Regions from separate parts of the Macaca fascicularis genome. Here region 1 is linked to region 2. The links are chromatin contacts, called in public Hi-C maps. All regions are on one chromosome and are shown on one strand. Each heading gives the region's core, a stretch centred on a gene start, on an enhancer-like site or on the middle of the called end of the contact. The rest is flanking DNA. Distances are from core to core; before and after follow the strand shown. Region 1 has its middle 160 kb from the start of TBL1XR1. Region 2 holds the start of TBL1XR1 (TBL1X/Y related 1).

Region 1 (2,700 bases), core at 119-2,618, 160 kb after region 2:
GGTTCCAAAGCCCCCCGTGCTGTTTGCGCCATGCGGTGCCGCCACCAAGCCCACTCTGCGGGGAGAAAAACCACAGGCCTCGGAGGAGGAGCAGCTCCTCGCAGTGGGGTGGGGCAGAGGCCAGCGCGAGGCCTTGTTCGGTGGAGGATTCCACAGGCCTGTAACGGAAAGGACTGGAGCTCTGCAGGCAGGCAGAGCCCGGGGCGCCCAGTCCCCCCAAGCTGCGACAGCCAAGCCGATGGGCACGCACGGCGGGGCCTGAAGGAAAAGTCCAGACCCGGTGGGAAAAGCCACGCCCGGGTTGGAGCGCTTCCTTTCAGATCTCGGCCTTTAACTGCAATTCCATTTTAAGGGCAACCCTGCCCGGTTCACACCTAGCCTTGAAGATGACAGATTGCACTGTGAGCAATTTGCGGGGTGAGAACGGGAGCCTACGACTCTGCACCTGCACCACCAGAGCCATAAATGCAGCAAATCATGGCCCATAAAATGTCACCACTGCTGAGGTGCAATTTTCCAGGGGGTCTTCTGCAGAGGGAGCTCCACCACGGAGAGCGACCCTTGGCTCTGCAGCCTAAGAGGAAGGCCCCTGCAGGGTGGGGGAGGGAACAGGGAGGTCTTTCTCCCCTTCCCCTTCGTGCCACTGCTCCCCGCTTTGTGACCCCACTCTGCCACGTGGTATAAGCTTCCGGGGGGCGGCATTAGTTATTTCTGCCTGAGGAGTTTTTGACCAAACGTAAACATCGGAGGAGCGGGAACCTAAGCCCCGCCTGGGCTGGGCGGCAACGACCCTGACGCCGCGGCGGCAGAGCCGGAGCTCGAAGCAGCAGCGGCAGCTGCGAGCCGCCCCTCCCCCGCCAGGCTGGCGAGCCCATTTTCGCTTGGCCGGTCTCCGCGCTGCCGGATGGATTGCGCCCCACCCCCGCTCCTCTGCTCAGTCATTCAGACTTGGAAAGTCAATAACACGCTGACATCATCAGGGGTTTGTGTATTATTACACGGCTACTTTCCAGAGTACCTGGCATTATCTAAGAGAGGAGCACTCCGGCTGCCCAAGAAAGGGCCTGAACTGGGAGCTTGGCGGCCTCGGGGAGGGGCGGCTGCTCAGAGCCAGGCCTTTTCCTAGTGGGGAGGGCATCCACAGGGCACAAATTAGAAACAGATTATGAGCTTTGCTGCACTAAATGCAGATGCACTTTAGATATCGATACATGCTTCATTTTGGCTTCGGCTGCACTTATAAATCATCCTTAAGTGACCTCTATTTCTACCAAAGACATCCACTTGGTATTTAAGAAGCATTCTTAGTGATCCTCACAAAGGAAAAAAAAGGAGACATCTTCTGTGACAGGAAGCCAAAGGCTGGTTTTCTTTCTTTCTTTTTTGAGACTCTCTGTGTGTGTGTGTGTGTGTGTGTGTGTGTGTGTGTGTGTGTCTGTGTGTGTGTATGTGTGCGTGCGCGCCCGCGCGCACGATTCTCTGTTATGTAATCGCCATCACGGGTGATTAGGTCTTCTAGGTCTTTCCCTCCAGGGCTGAACTGGATGGTTTGGTTGCTGTGTTTTTCTTAAGCCTCACACAGGGCAAACAAACACACATGAAAAACATGTCCCAGATTTATGGCGCAAAACTGCTCTCCAAGCAAATTGCCTTAGAAGACTGTCTCAGTTTTGGAGGAAGGAAATAGATGAATTTGTTGCTAATTAAGACTCCTTATCTTACTACTCTGGCATTTCCTTTTTTCTAGAACGAGTTTTTAAAAATAATTTAATGTATTTTAGATGTTCCCTCCCCTCCCCCTTGCTGTAATGGTACTTGAAATAGCTTAAATAACTAATTGTATAGACAACTGTACTTTTGTTCTACACACACACAAACACCCCCCACCCACACACACCCCCCAGCTTAAAAAACGTGAAAGGCTCATACAACATGGTACCTTTTCTGTTTAGCTATGCAGGCTATTTCCTTCTTTACACACACAGGGCTGATGTCATTTAAATTCTCTTAGCATCTTAAATTGCAAAAAATGGCAGCCAGCTGAAAACTGGCTACCTGGAGAATTACAAGGCGAGAGAGCTGTTCTTTGGCCTCATCTTAATCTCTGTGTACCTCAAGCAGGGAGTCATCTCTGACTGATACAAGTCTTTAGAGCTCCCCAGAAGGAAGCAAAGCAGACATGTTTTTCAACAATGTACCAATTTCCCTATGTGTACTTGATCATTTCGGGAGAACTTGTAGTAGATTATGACTGCTTCCCTCCAGATGGTCTGAAGGAAAAACTCTCCCACCAGACTTGCACTTCTAAAATCACTTCCCCAGGCCTGGCCCTCCCACCCCACCCCCATTTCCCCTTTCGGAGGTGCAGGCAGCTGGGGAGGCCTGGAGCACCAGACCTCCAAGATGGTCCAGCATGTGTTGAGTCTGGAGGCTGAAGCTGCTGAAGTGGGGAAGGGTGGGGGCACTCGCTTCCAACTGAGAACTATTTACCTAGGGGGTTTCCTTCAGCTCAGAGAGGAGCATGCAAACCTGCCAGTCTGTCTCTTTGGTTCTCAAGATGAAGCAGCTCGTCAGTCTCTAAGCACTTCCGGTTTTTAGCCCAGCAGATCCTCTGGTCTTTGCCTCAGCCTCTCCCAGACACAACTGGCTAATATAGGGATCCTTGCTAGGGAAGGACATGGGCCACTTTGCTTTGGGTTC
Region 2 (2,700 bases), core at 168-2,667:
TGCCATTTAAGATTAATATTCCACTTAAATAAAAGTCTGCTTCTGTTCAAAAAATTAAATCGGTTGCAAAGAGGAAGTTACCGAGAAACCACCCTCACAACGTGGCCTTTACACTGTCAGAAAATAACGTGACTCTGTGCCACCCAAAACTTACCAGGAAGCTGACAATAACTTTGCCAATTCTACACTCCTGAACCCAACTTCAAAGAATCTCCACCAAATACCTCCTTAAGACGATAGAAAGCACTAAGTTACAAATAAACACGTCCCGGAGCAAGGCCTGGCTGCCGCGCGCCCCTCCCCCGGCCGGCGCCCCCGCCCCGGACGCGCGGCCCCAACAGCCGCCCGCAGCCCCTAGCACGCCGGCCGGGGTCGCCGCGCCCGGGCCGGGGACGCGCCTGGGGAGGGGAGATTTCCATTGCCGCCCGAGGTTTCACAAAATAGCATACACCGAAAAGCTCCTTCTCCTCTGCTAAAAATAGGCTATAAAGGAGTCGGCCTCATGATGGCTCCTTGATTCAATTTGCTGCAAATCCTTTCCTAAAAGCCTCCCCCCCCCTCATACACACACGCACAAAAAGGGGGTGTAAATGCACGAAGGGAGAAAGAGGGGGAGAAGGCCGAGGTGCACATTTTCGGGGACAACATAATTAGGGTGAGGATCCCCCGAGACCAGGAAAGGGTAGGGGGTGGGCAGGCACGTGAGCATTTCAAAGAAACCTGAGAGAGGAAAACGGGGGGATGGGGGCGCCCCAAGTGCCCTCCCTGCCTTCCCTCCCCCCACGCAAGCCCAGTTCCCCCAAGGGCCAAGTTGAAAAATGCATGTTCCACTCGCGCCCATCCCCCGCGGCCCAGCGCCCCCGGCCGCCTCTGGCCCGCGCCCCCCGCCCAGGCCCGCGACCGCCCCCACTCCGGGGTCCGGCCCCCAGCGCTTACCTGGAAACGGTGGCCTCCAACGCCGCTCCCCCCTCCCGGGAATGGAGGCACTAGGAAATTCCCCTCCTCGCCGCCGCCGCCACCGCCTCCAACCACCCCCAAAATAACCCCTCCGGGGGGTGAGAGGCAATTATAACCCCAGCGAGCGGAGGGCGCGGGGGATGGGCGCCGGGAGGGCGGGGGCGGGGAGCGCGGCGCGGGTCCCCAGGTGGCGAGCGGAGGTGCTCCCGCCGCTGGGGGAGGGGCGGGGGCGCACGCGGCCGGCGGCGGGGGGAGGCGGCGCGCGGGGGAAGGGCGCGAGCGGGGAGAGGAATTGAGGCAGAAGGTAAAAGCTGTTACTAAGGGAAAGAGCCAAACGGTTCGGAGCAGCCAACGGCTCAGACACTCAACACTAGGGAGAGAGGAATGGGGACCAGCCAGGCACAAATGAGCTCGCGAGGCCCGCGGCGGCGGCGGCGGCGGCGGCGGCCGCGCAGCAAAACAAACCCGAGCGGCCTGCGCCGGGCGGGCGGGCGAGCGGGCGGGCGCGCGGGGGAGGGGCCGGCGGGGGAGGGGCGCCGCGGACGCGGGGAGGCGGTGGCGGCGGCGGCGCGGCGGGGGGGACTCCAGCGGCCGCGCTCCTCTCCCTCCCGGCCCACTCCGGCGGCGCTGGGGGCTGGGCTGTGCGGCGCATTCTTTTTAAAAATCAGGCGAGCCCCGCGGGCACTCACAGGCGCCTCGGGGCCCCGGGCCGCCCGCCCCGCCCCCACCGCCGCGGGCTGGCCTGAGTGTGCTCGGGTGTGGGCCGCTGGGCCCGAGACGGGTGGGGGCGGGGAGGCCCGCGCGGTGGCCGGGGTGGAGCCGCTGGCGAAGTTTCCCAAGGAGGCCGCGGGCTTCCGCGTGTCCGGGGGGCGGCCCGGCGGCGCTGGGGGCTGGGCGCACACGCGGCGGGCATGTGCGGGAGCGCGGCGCGGCATCATATGGACATTTGTTTGTGAAAATCTCTGTGCACACCTTTGTGTGCGTAAATACATATGGTTCTCGGAAGCGTACCTGGAAAGGTGCTTTATCTGTATTAAGCGACTTTCAAAATGTGATCCAGAGCACGGGATCTGGAGAGAAAACACGCACACAAGAAAGGATTTTTGATACTAAACACAAAGCTGTAATTGAAGTGTTTATGCCCAAATGTACTGTGAATCAAGCATATGGTGGTATTTATCATCTGGTGGGTCTGTTTGAAAGGTTTGGTCGATCAGTTCTTATTTCACAAAAATAAAATAATGTAACTAAATGTTTACTAAACATATACCTCCACGGTGGCATCCACAGTAGAAGTTTACCCACTTTGTATACTTTTTGCATGTGTGAAGCACAGCAAGGCTGTTTATAAAGTGTACCTTTGATAAGTGATAATGTGGGCAGTATGATTGAGGGGGGTCGTTTTTAAAGAAGGGAGGCACTTCAGGTTTTAAAGCAAATGGGGTGGTAATCTTTCTAAGACTTTAAGAAAGATGGGGTGGGGCGCTTCTTAGAGCTCTGTATAAGCTCAGGACTGGAGAAGCAGCCACCCTTTTAATTAAGATACGACTTGAAACCTTTTTGTTATTTCGGTTATTACTGCCTTCAAAGCAAAATAATATTTGCAGCTTTTTCTTAAAGGTGAAGGGTACTGTTTTCCTGCTCTCATCACAATATTTGAAAATAGATGTAGCGATCACTTTAAAGCGACTATCATTTCCTCTCAGTATCAGAAGCCTAAAGTTTTGCGACACACACACACAC

Evidence for each region. A called contact is a pair of places that touch in the nucleus more often than the background predicts.
Region 1: a Hi-C map of liver shows a contact between it and region 2, with 4 times the contacts expected there. The contact joins the enhancer-like site here to the promoter of TBL1XR1 in region 2. A contact is called at or near these places in 2 of 2 Hi-C or Micro-C datasets (liver and skeletal muscle).

What each region holds. Positions count from the first base shown.
Region 1 is chr2:89,081,098-89,083,797 of T2T-MFA8v1.1, forward strand. No RefSeq gene overlaps it. Among named protein-coding and RNA genes, the nearest start is that of TBL1XR1, 160 kb to the left of the region's middle. Within about 2 kb of position 1,369, at least 6 of the 6 cell types and tissues checked have an H3K27ac peak or open chromatin away from gene starts, as enhancers often do. A contact at or near this core is called in liver, where this site is marked.
Region 2 is chr2:88,921,772-88,924,471 of T2T-MFA8v1.1, forward strand. TBL1XR1 (TBL1X/Y related 1) reads right to left here and starts at 1,418. Exons shown (of 14, transcript XM_045386615.3): 1 at 937-1,418.